Linked DNA regions of Drosophila melanogaster: regions 1 and 2 are each linked to region 3. A link is a contact called in public Hi-C and HiChIP or PLAC-seq data. All regions are on one chromosome and are shown on one strand. Each heading gives the region's core, a stretch centred on a gene start, on an enhancer-like site or on the middle of the called end of the contact. The rest is flanking DNA. Distances are from core to core; before and after follow the strand shown. Region 1 holds the start of schlank (schlank,). Region 2 holds the start of sqh (spaghetti squash). Region 3 holds the start of CG3726.

What was found. A called contact is a pair of places that touch in the nucleus more often than the background predicts. HiChIP or PLAC-seq counts read pairs in DNA pulled down with a chosen protein or histone mark.
Region 1: a contact with region 3 is called in a Hi-C map of the Kc167 cell line, with 2.0 times the contacts expected there. The contact joins the promoter of schlank here to the promoter of CG3726 in region 3. A contact is called at or near these places in 6 of 107 Hi-C or Micro-C datasets (the D17-c3 cell line, the Kc167 cell line, embryo and 2 more) and 1 of 6 datasets of contacts at active chromatin or transcription factors (the Kc167 cell line).
Region 2: a Psq HiChIP or PLAC-seq map of the Kc167 cell line shows a contact between it and region 3, with 6 times the contacts expected there. The contact joins the promoter of sqh here to the promoter of CG3726 in region 3. A contact is called at or near these places in 10 of 107 Hi-C or Micro-C datasets (the Kc167 cell line, the S2 cell line, embryo and 3 more) and 1 of 6 datasets of contacts at active chromatin or transcription factors (the Kc167 cell line).

What each region holds. Positions count from the first base shown.
Region 1 is chrX:6,264,522-6,268,686 of dm6, reverse strand. It overlaps schlank (schlank,), which reads left to right and starts at 1,459. Exons shown (of 7, transcript NM_167063.3): 1 at 1,459-1,683; 2 at 1,970-2,280. The coding sequence starts at 2,096. It overlaps Spt6 (Spt6,), which reads right to left and starts at 890. Exons shown (of 6, transcript NM_143705.3): 1 at 742-890; 2 at 496-580. The coding sequence starts at 780.
Region 2 is chrX:6,223,865-6,227,895 of dm6, reverse strand. It overlaps sqh (spaghetti squash), which reads left to right and starts at 2,756. Exons shown (of 3, transcript NM_078502.3): 1 at 2,756-2,889; 2 at 3,780-4,031. The coding sequence starts at 3,892. dtn (detonator) reads right to left here and starts at 1,960. Exons shown (of 13, transcript NM_001298003.1): 1 at 1,676-1,960; 2 at 1,164-1,456; 3 at 1-1,096. The coding sequence starts at 1,721.
Region 3 is chrX:5,915,036-5,918,794 of dm6, reverse strand. CG3726 reads right to left here and starts at 1,698. Exons shown (of 7, transcript NM_001297988.1): 1 at 1,168-1,698. It overlaps Shmt (Serine hydroxymethyl transferase), which reads left to right and starts at 1,998. Exons shown (of 4, transcript NM_132050.2): 1 at 1,998-2,244; 2 at 2,316-2,532. The coding sequence starts at 2,326.

The DNA of each region.
Region 1 (4,165 bases), core at 210-2,709, 350 kb before region 3:
GTTTTTAAAGCTTAAATTTAAGTAATTCACCCGGTTTTGAGAAAGACCTACATTTGATAAATTACCTAGATTTCGATATAGATAAGCCCTAACCATTGATTATTCCAGCTCCATCTATTGAACTAATTCTCCCTCCCTGCTTTGATTTGCAATTTCTTGGAATACGCCGCGTTCTTCCAATTCGCCGCACTTGTTTTATTTACTGGAACGAGCGCAGCTGTTTGTTGTTGTTGCTGCTGCTATTGCTACTGCTGATGCTGATATTTGATGGCCACGGTAGCACGGTAAAAACACAAGACCTAACCTCAAAGTTGTAAACAAAAGAAGTTGCAAGCGTGTGGCATTGGCCAGTTATAGGTGCCTTTATCCCGGATATGGACTGTTCCGATCGATGGATGGTGAGAGGGGTGAAAAACCCGCCAGAGATCGCCACATACGTATGTATGTATGTATGTATTTGTACGCGCCTTCAGCGGCTCCAGTGGAAAAACTCACCTTCTTCTTCTTCGCTACTATCGGAGACGGCCGCCTTCAGTTTCTTGAGTCTCTTGCGCTCGTTGACGTCCAATTCTTCCTCCTCCTGCGGGAAAAACGAAGAAAAGCCATTTGGTTAATTCAATATATATGTAGGCACATATGTATGTACACACACGCAAGGCGCAACGCACACCGCACACATAACGACGCACGAACGGTACGCGCTTCTAGAAATAGTGTTTTTGGGGTTCCGCAGACACCTACCTCCGATTCCTCGGCCTCGGAGTCCAGAAATTCGGCCATAATATAATGGAATAAAGCTTAACTTAATAATAAAGTGCGTATTAATGCAGAGAAACGAAGAGTTTGTGAGCGTTTCTTCCTCTTCTCTTCTTCTTTATTTCTCATCGCATTGCACAAAAGTTGGTATTAAAATACTAGCTAAATACTAAATACCACGAACAGTTTTCTACTGTTTACAGTACAGTTTGCTGTTAGCTTACAGCAGTGTTCTCGCTGCCAGCCCTGGTTTGCATTGCAGAACTACAGTGGATCCTTCCTATAACCTATGGTTAGTTATCCGTTTTCATGTGCTGACAACAATTGGACAAGAATTTTGCACACATACTTGTATTGATAAGCGGGAAAATTCCCCTATATGGGAACACACATATGCCCTTTGGTCTCAACGATGAAGTTTGCTAATTTCCATTATAGTCCATGGCATACTTCCTTTACATAGTTGACTTTTATGAGTTCTTACCGAAAAACCAACACTAATTGTAGCGCATAATAATTTCTCTCAAAAACTAGTGGTAAACGTAATGAACAATAATAATAATAAGCAATAAACAAAATTCGCAAACTTGTGAATTAAAAGTTCTTTAAAATTATTAGTGCATTTGGTATTTTGTGTAGCTTCTAAAGCCTTATTTTTGCTGGCTTTCCTTGTCTTCCCGTACACGGGCACACTTGTCGCGCTGCAGTTACATTTACTGCTCCGCCGTCTCTGGGCACACTGTATTGTTGTTGCTCGACGAGGAAATACTATTAGTATTTTTTTTCGTTCATCCTGAAAGTTTAAGTGGACGAAACGAGCGGCGGCCGACTCGACACCGAGCCGAAATTCAGAAAGTCTATTGCTTTGGTCGAGAACAGATTGTCAGGGAACTTCACTTCATTTACGCTCCCAAACAAACGGCAAAGGTAGCATTTCCAAAAACGAATTAAATCGAAATCCAAATAGAAATAGAAGTAGAATTAGAAAAGCCATAAGCGCAAGTTAACGAGACAAGACAACAACAATTCGATTCGGCGGTTTTTGTTTTTTTGCCAGTGTGTGTTTGTGCTACGCTGTGAGTGTGCATTAGTGTCCGGTGCTCCTGTTGTTGTTCTTGTTGCTGTTGTTGTCGCTTATTGTTGTTCTTGCTGTTATTGTTGCTGTTGTTCGCAAGGCACAATAACACAGGCTCATACAATTGCGAATATTTAGAAAAAGCAAAGCATATACATATGTGACAACAAACGCCAAGGAAAAACTGGAAAGCTAAGCAAAGGAAAACCAAGAAAAAGAAAACAAACAATTGAGAAATTAAGAAGCGGCAACTGAAGCAGCAACATGGACATATTGAATGAGTTCAGCAATGTATTCTGGAGTACGCACATTTGGCTGCCGCCGAACACAACCTGGGCGGACATTGCGCCCGGCTCGCGTCCAGATGTGGTGCACGCCAACTACAAGGACCTCATATGGCCCATTCCATTCGCCGCTGTTGTCATGCTGGTCCGCTACACGCTGGAGCGGTAAGTTTTCCACGTCCATTTTCCCCCCTCCGCACTCTTCCCAACCAACTGACTGACTCCCTTTCCATTCTCGCCATTCCCGGCAACATGATTCCATTCCGCCTCTTTCTCTAACCCCATTCATACGGCTTTCCCTCGCTCTCTCCCGCTCTTTCTCGCTCTCCTTACCATTGAGTAAGCCCACCGCCCCACGTTTGTTGCACCATGTACAGTAAACTTTATTCATAATTCCTTCTTTTCTCCATTTCATTTCATTTTTTTTTTATCGACAAACATAACCTCACGTGGAAACGCCCAACATTCTGCAAGCGTCCGTGTAAATATATATATATATGTGTGTGTGTGTGAAACAGCGCTTGTTTGCTTGTGTGCGGTTTGTGCGGCATACACGCGTTTTTTGTTGCTGCAACTCGAAGTTTTCCCTTTCCAAGCGACGCCGGCTGCAGTTTCCAGCCAGCCGGCAACGAATTTCCCACAAAATATTAGCCCCACTCCATCTTCAAGTTCCTACTAATTGTTTAGTCAAAGGGGAAACATACATACATATATATATGCACATACATATATATTTGTTTATAGTCAGCTCCATGCGGTTTTTTTTTATGATTGTATGGCCCGCTGAGAAATTGGGATCAAAACTGGCACAGTGGGGCAAATACATAGTTAATCAATTGGCCAATTGTAGGAAGTATTTTTCATAAATATATCCAAGCCAAAAAACGGATATTTATTGACTTGTCAATAATAAGAAAGTCAACGATATGAAAACCATGTTTGTTCAGACTTTTTAACGACTTCAAGGAAAACCACTGCTGCATTTGCACAGTGCGAGATAACTAAGTTTCGTACAGGAAAATCCATATTCACAAATATTTTATTGCAATTAAAGTGCGAAAATGTTTTGAAATGCCAAATTTCCACGCCTGTTTGACCCACTGTGAGCCGCTGGCATTTTGGTCGCTTTTCAGGCCAATTAACCAGCGCGTCGCATTTGGCTTCAACTATGCATACATACATACATACATACGTAAATATATGGCTGTGAATATTCGAACGAGCGGCAAAGTTCGTGTGTGCGGTTCGCGTGCACTGGCATTTGCATGTGGCGGAGTTGTAATTCTCATATTTTGCAATGTTTTTGGCTGCCCTTAATTTGACATAAATTGCCAGCAGCAAGTCCAGCGGACTGGAGTCCAAATTCTGAGCATCATTATCATCATCATCATCTGCCCTGCAGGACAGTGACAGTGACAGTGCTGTTGAGCCTCGCTAATATCGCCAGTTATCTAATCCAAATTCCAAAATATTTTAACCTGACCTAAGCTGTGGGTTCATCTTATAGAATTCGAACTGTGACTCTTGTTTTCATTCCATTTTCAGCTCTTTTTCGTCGACTTTTTTGCATTCACGTTTGAAAATGAAATTGAGACAAAAACCAAATCTGTTTCATGGCGGACCACTTTGGTTATTTTTTTTCTTTTCTTTTTTTTTTTTTTGTATTTCTCTGCTTCTTAAACGAGAATTGGTCTTCAAGGTCGAATTGGGGTTTTGCCTGCTGCTCTCCCATTAAGATTTATTGAATGGCAAAAGTCGCAATCGCAGCCGAATCGATTGGTGGCTCTCCCAAAGTGCCATCCATAGTGGGCATAGTGTGGAGCCACCTTGGACAGCACCACTAGCACCACTCCACGCCACTCCGATAAGATTTGCGCCAAGATTTACGTATAAAACCTGATAACAATGGTGCTCAGTGCCTCGATTGTTTTACGACGAACTCTCGAATGACTGTTTCCATTTTCCCCATTTGTTGGGCGTGTGTGGGTACAGCAGGGGCGTGGTCGATAGGGGGGAGGGGGTCTGCGTGGATGGTTACAGGTGTGTCATT
Region 2 (4,031 bases), core at 1,507-4,006, 310 kb before region 3:
CGGCGTGACAGGAGCTCTGTAGCGTCACATCGGCCACCTTGCCTGCCTGCGAAACGATGAACACCTTCATCGCCTGGGCCACCTGTCTGCCCGTTAGCACCGCCGTGTTCATCACCTCCCAGATTTTGGCCATCGGTAGCACCGCCTGAATGTCATCCTTGTTGATCTCCAGCTTGGCAATTAGTCGCTTCTTGTTGTCATCGGGTATAACCAGTTCCCCGGAATCCTTGTCCTTTGGCGTGTCATAGACATGCGTCACGGACCACACAATCTTGCCACCGTCCACAATATCATTGGTGTCCTCGGCCACCTCGAGCAGCCATGAGAATACTTCAAACACCTCGCTGGTTAGGTTGCCACCACTTTCCAGACTGGATTCGGCCTCTTTGCGGAAAGCAGTAACGCGAGCGGTAGTGTGTTTGGGATTTTCCTTCTCTACAGAAACGCTCCATTGGTCTGTGGAGGCGGTGGCGCCCAGAATCTTTAAGCCCGCCTTAACACGAGCTCTCACAGTGAAGGCGGCCACCCGCTGATCGGGATATTGATGTAAAAAGACGGGCACATGTAGACGGGAGAGTGGATACAGCGGATGTTGTGGCAGGAGAAAGGTGACGGCATCATCGGCGCGCAACATACGATAGGGAGTCCTGGCGGCCAACAAAGGCACCTGGGCGAATGTGGTCAACGGTTGGATCTGCACCTTCGGCTCGCATTGCTCGGGATTACGCAAAGGCGGTTCAAAGACACTGTACGAGACCTGGGCATACCGCTGCGGTACTTTGGGTGGCGCCTGACCACTGCCATCTTGTGTGGGCGCCGGCAGCTGGGGCCACCAGCCCAGGGGCACGACCACTTCGGCTACGCAGACACCGTCCTCGCCCTCCGGCATGCAGCGTCCTTTGAGCGGCTGCTCCGAACCCATCGCCACGTGCAGGAGTACACAGACCTTCTGGCGCTGCAAATGACCACCCGGATCGGCTCCGGCGTGGAATAGTACCCGAAGCACGGGAGCATCCTGCGATACACTGGAGCGAACCAAATGGGCGGATATGTCCAGGTGCATATTTGGCTGCTGGAGCTCCAGTAGAGTGGCATTCTGTGGGAGAGAAAGTGGTATGACAAGGCGTCCTTTTGTTGCTTGCCAGGATTTGGGGATAACTCACGTTCATATAATCGCCCGACTGGCTGTCCATTGTGTCCGGCACAATGTAGCGGGCTGGCACCGTTTGTTTCGTGGAAAACGGTCCATAGCTGGCGCGTATGGACACCGGCTGCGTGGTCTCGACCACAGTGAATCTGTCCAGAGATAACACGGAATCATAGGAGGATCGTTGCCGTAACGGCGGCACCGCCGAGGATGTCTGCACATTGGCGATCTCCGGCGTCACAGGTGGTTGGCGGGCGTGCTTCAGAAAGAAGCCGCTGTCCGGCGCCTCGAAGTGCACCTCCACGGAGTCTGGCGAGGATTCGGCATGGATTTGTTATGGGTTGGGAGTAGATGAAGGAGTCAATTAGTTGAATTTTGGTAATGGTAACATAGGGGTTGGGGATTTTCTTAAACCCGGAGGTCACCCACTCCTCCTTTATCCCCCTCCCACTGGCTTACTCCCTCCTCCCACTCCATCGCTTTTTTTGTACCACCCCCCTGGGTTTGGAAACTTTATTTGATACTTACATGCCAACGACAGCTGCAAAGCAATTATGAGGCAGTATCTCATCATCTTGTTCGTGTGCAGGAATCCAAAATATATCGAAATCCTGAAATCCTGTGCCCACCCACTCGTTAATTTGCTAATTAACTGTGCCCGCACTTTCGTTATTTTCACTGTTCTCTCGCTTGTGTGGCTTATTTGACCGTTATTCCGTTAATCGTGCCAAAAGTCAACCGTTAATTCGCGCTGGCTAGCACTTTTCGTCCTTTTTTCTCGCTCAGCAATCCGCAGCACATCCTTTATTGATTCTTTCCAGTGTGCCCACACACCCACACACCAACACACACTCACACGCTGCTCACACACACAGCCGTGGGCCACCTCACACACAGATACACATGCACATGCAGGTATAGACACATCTTCTCCTGCAAATCGCGCAGTTCAGTTCGAAATTAATTGGACCGCAACCGTGCCAATCGATTCGATTTTTCACTCGACTCGCTTTTCACGCGCTGGCAAGGATCTGCTGGGCTGGAAAATCCCTCGTTCGACGCCCTAATGCATGCCTCTTTTCATTCAGGTCTCTCAGAATTTTACACAAATATCGAACATTCCAAACACTTTGCAGTGTGTCCATACCGTATTGAAAACAATATCCTAAGATAGTGGTACTACCGTATTTGGAAGTGCTGTAATATGGGGCTGCCAGACTGTGCGCATACTCCTGAAACTCCAATCAGAACGCGGGCAATTCAAAAAGTTAATACCAAAAAAAAAAAAATACCATGTTTGACAGTGAAGAATAAAGAAAAATAAAATTAATTGGGATTGCTTAAGAAAATTTTTTGAGAAACTTTAGATTCTACAAGAAAAGAGCTTCTTAGGAACGAATATTTTAAAACAAGATCTGGTAGCACAACTGACAATAGGTTTTTAGGATTCTAATAGCCATGGTCCTAGTCTCAGTAGTATTCACATTTGTAATATAATTTTATATTTTATAATATAATTTATAGTCTTAATATTTATTTATTTTAGGAGCTCCAACAATTAGCACTTTTGCACAGTAATTTTTAGCATATTCTGCGGTATTTTCTGATAAATTGAAACCGCCTCTATGCTGGTCACACTTGGCCTTCTCGTCGAACCGAAATTATAAAAGACAAAAGTGCAGCTGGTCGAAAGTTGCATTAACGAAACTTCGATAGTATTAAACACTCGGCATTCGGCAGCTGTGAGTATGAATCAAATCAGGCGTAATCAAGCAATCATATTCGATAAAATAAACGAACTGAACTCCCAAAGGGCGCTGCCCTATGTGAGTGTGCGTGTGTGTTAGTGTATGCGTATGAGTCAGCGTCGGCAGCGCGCAAATGAAAACAATTGTTTTTGTGCTATAATTCCATTTAAATGTCCATTCGAAAGTGATAAATCAACGAAGTCGCAAACATTTGGCCCAACTTGAGTTCTCGAGTGAATTTGGGTGCTTCAACTGCGGTTTTTTTCTGGCCTTTTAAGGCTTTAATTGAAATGCGTGTGCCAGTGTGTGTGAGAATGTTTTCAATGAGCCAAATACGTGTGCGATGTTGTTTTTGTTAACCGCAGTTCAACAGCATTGATAAACTCGCATACACATGCACGCACTGGCGCAGAGCGAGAGCGAAACTCCCATACGTGTCATTTTCGTTTGCGCGAGTGACTCAGAGAGCTGCGCATGTGTGCGTGCATGAGTCGTACTCACAGTGGGCGCCCGATAAGGTGGACTTGTAACTGTAGCGGAAGCATGGAGCCATCGAACTGCTTTTGCATTATCCTTTCTGGCCTAAAACTGTATTAAAACTATTTATTTATAAATATAATTTGTAGTTCGCCCATTTTAGGCAATGGCCAAACCTTCATTCCTTAAAAAACCTTAAAGAGCAGCAATAAGATGTTCTTTCCGTTGTGATAAGCATATGCATGGTGTACTCACTGTAGCGAGCGTCCACTGTATGTTGACACAGTTTGTTTGGGGAGCAATGAAAATCGGTTTCAGCGGAATTCGCTGCAATATGTCTATATATAGCCATAAATACATACCCGGCCAACGAAATGCTAATGTGAGTCGGCGTTTTTCGATTTCAGATCCACGCCGCACACACATCACTCCAGCGCGAAGCACTAGTGCCACCAGCTCCATAGGCCGGCTCCATTTAGCTCCATTAACCGCATCAGAACCACCAATCCAACAGCAACCATGTCATCCCGTAAGACCGCCGGACGTCGCGCCACCACCAAGAAGCGCGCCCAACGCGCCACCTCCAATGTGTTCGCCATGTTCGATCAGGCGCAGATTGCCGAGTTCAAGGAGGCATTCAACATGATCGACCAGAACCG
Region 3 (3,759 bases), core at 449-2,948:
CCTCCACACAATCTTCCACACACTGATTCGCTGTTTTATTTTTTTTTGCGCAGGCGAATGCCGCTGTGAAAACAAAAAACCGAATAAAACAGCCGACAAAAACAAAAGGAAGGAGAAACGTTGACGGCGACGTCACTCAAATGCGATTTGCAATTTTAATTTTTGCCGTTCATGTTTTGCAGTTTTTGTTCATATAATTAAAGTTGTAAAAATGAATTGCCATACAGCAAAAAAACGAGAGAAAAGTAAATTGCAAATTGTAAATTGCTTTTGCCATAAAGGCGGAAATGCCTCTCTCAACAACAAAAAAACTCGCATTCAAATAGTGCAACAAAAAACTAAAAACAAATAAGCCGAAATCGACAACAAAAAATAAGGCTAAACAGGTGAAGAAGAAAACTAAAAGCCACAGAAATAACAAAAACCGATAAACCAAAATTTAAAACCAGCACAAAAAATAGCCCCAAAACTTAAGATATACAATTGTGTTCGAAATCGTAGTAAAGCTATTTGAAGCGCCACAAAAATTTACATTTTTTGTAAACATTTTTAAGCATCGACTATTATTTTGGGTACAACTGTAGCAGATAAACAACAGCCCGCAAAAAACCCTAATTATCAAGCTTAGACAAAAACTACAAAAAAAGCGAAAAAATCACACAAAAAATGTAAATTACTGGCCTATGAATTTAATTAATTTTTTGCAACTCTGTAGGTTTTTTCCCCTCTTTTTTCATTTTTATCTTGGCGATTAGTTGGCAGCAACAATTACAATAAGCGAAGAAAAAGCGCCAATCGTTTCCTGAGCGAAAAACAATTGTTTACAATAATTGCATGCGATTATTATTTATGTCAATTTCGAATATTCAGCTGGCAAAGTCAACAAACCCGGAAACCTTCGGCGAGAACAACGGAATTTTTATCGTAATATTTTGTTCGCCTTTTTGCATTCAACAAAAAAGAGCACGCACAAAACAAAACATGCAAAAAAAAAAAGAAGCACAAAATATATGATTGAAAAACAAAAACGATAAAAAACAAGGGGAGAGCGGCGAACAAAAACAGAAAATCGCACAAATAACACACAACTTTTGTTTGGCTAAAAATAAAACGACGTTCGTTTTGCGTGTCTTTTTAGCACATGAAATAAATAATTTGTTTTCTCACCTTTTCTTTATGACTTTTCGCGCTATCTTTTCTTTTGGCGTTTTTTTCCCCCCTCGAATTTCTTTTACTTTTCCTTTATGCTTTTTGTTTTGTTATTCGAATCGAATTGCACACGCAGCAGAATTGTGTCGAAAAAAATTCATTCATTCATTTAATTTCTGGCTTGCCATTTTTGTTTCATTTCTATATTTTGTTTTTTAACATAAAAAAAAATAATGCGAAACAGCGAATTCAAAACGCGCGCTTTTTCTTTTGCCTTGCGAGCGGATAACGGTAAATGCGCACAGCAATGTTTTAACATTAAACACTAACCACTAAATTGTCAGGAAATTCACCAAAAATAAATGTTCTGTTTTGGAATTGTTAAGAATGTTAGGCTCATGTGTTTGTTAATATTTTCCAGGAATTTTCTTTTAGCGGCGCAGCGAAGTGAAACGTACCGCGGAGGAGACGGATTTTTGAGTGAAAAGAATTGAACTTTCGTTGTTGCTTATATAGACTTTGGCTGGCAGCAATGTTGCTGGAGAGAGATGTTGCACTCTCCCAATCGGTTGGCAACTTAAACCGGTTCGCAGTACCAGCAATTTGGCGGGTACTTTAAATGCCTTAACGTTATCGCGCGTTTGATAACTACGTACATTTTAAGGGATTGAGAGAAACGCATATTATGATATAAAATAAAGTGTTAATATTAATTGAAGAGGCACACACGCTTAACATTTCCACAAATTGTAAATATTTATACAAGAATTGGTAGCTATCGCTAGCGTTGCCAGACGGCGCCAAAAGCTTCTAAATCCAGCGATCCAACTACCCAAACAGCTGATATCTGTTAGCCTGGTAAATGTTGTTTACCAACGTAACGCGTGTTTTCGCTTCGTTGTATTTTCGGTGTCGAATATTTTGGATGCTGGCCAAGAGATAGCGCAGCGATCGGGTCGGAACTCTTGGGCGGACTTATCACTGGGTCGGTCAGGGGTCACGGGTTATCGTTATCGCTTATCAGCCAGCGGCGGCGTCATCTCAGCGCCGGCGACTCTTCTCACTTTGCGGCAGTTCCGATTCGAACGCAGCCGTGTGAGTACTAATAATTACCAAGGATTGTTGAAAAACATCCACTAAAATCTATAAAATTCTGCTTATTACAGTTACAAAGACATGCAGCGGGCGCGCTCTACACTGACACAAAAGCTTCGGTTTTGCCTTAGTCGGGACCTGAACACCAAAGTTGGCAACCCGGTTAACTTCGAGACTGGAAAGCTTAGCGGAGCTTTAACTCGCATCGCCGCCAAAAAACAACCATCACCAACGCCATTCTTACCGGCGATCAGACGATATTCGGACTCCAAGCAGAGCACTTTGAAGGTGAGTTCGCCGGGAAAGTCCCAGGCAAAGTGAAGGGGAGGGTGGAAAAAGTGTGGCTAATTGAACCATTTGGGGGACTCGCATTTCGATTGCCTTTAATTCTTGCAGTGATCGCGGTGCTCAGAAAGTTTGTGTTTCGCTTCCATTTGCGGCTCCTGGCATGCCCGGCTAATCGCCATGTGCTTCATGCGTTTCATTCAGCCATGTGTTCCCACACTGCACTATCCCTACGTGGATGGCATGCCATCGATCCGCTGAAAGTGTTGTTTATAGTAGTATCATTGTTAAGTACCTATGTACATGTGTAGTTTAATTGAGATCTTATAGCATATGTACATATATGTACCGTATTTGTATCAGTGTACTGTTAGTGTATTCAAAACGTCGCCATGCGCCAAGTTTGAATCTTTTTGATTCACATTCGCTACCTCGGCCTGAAACTCGTTTTTGGGCCTACTCGAATTTCTCGGCTGTTTGCGCCCTATCGAGCATTGTTGTTGTCATTCTCGTTTGCACTTGTCTAAATATTTAAACTGATAACGCAAAAAAAAAAAAGAATCTGGCATTGGCCATTAAATCGAATTTCCCATTCGTGTGGGCAGATTTGTATATAAATATACATACATACATATGTATATGCATTTTGCACTCAACTTGTGGCCAGAAATTAGCATTCAATTTAGTGGGAATCACCAGTTTCCAGTTTTTGCAGCTAAAATTTTGCGTGTCCAATTCATTTCTGCGTTGAAAATAGAAGAATCTTCCAGGGATTATTAGTTAGCAGCTGGAAACGTTGAACAACAAAATGGTACTAGAGATACGTAATTTGCTGGAGGAAGCTACATACATATAAACTTGTCCATTTTCTGCCAATATTCTCCATTTCGACTATATACGTACGTTTCCCGATCTTTCCGAAGTGCGTCAGCTGCAAAGGGGGGGCAGTGTCCTTATCGTCGTCCGGCGACTTGAACTGGTGACCCAGACGGATGATAATCACTTGACGATAAGCGGATCGCAAATAGACGCGCTCTCCCATCCATGGGGGGTCGCATTTTCGATCATGGGCGTGTTATTGCACCCAAGTCACTTGGTTTCCCTGGTATTTGGCCAATCTAATCGTGGATCGGGAATAGGGAATCGGGGGAGCGCCTCTCGAGTGGTTGCCATGGTGCATCCAGGCGTAATCTTCGCCTTGGCGATAGCTGCGCCTTATCGCCGGAACTT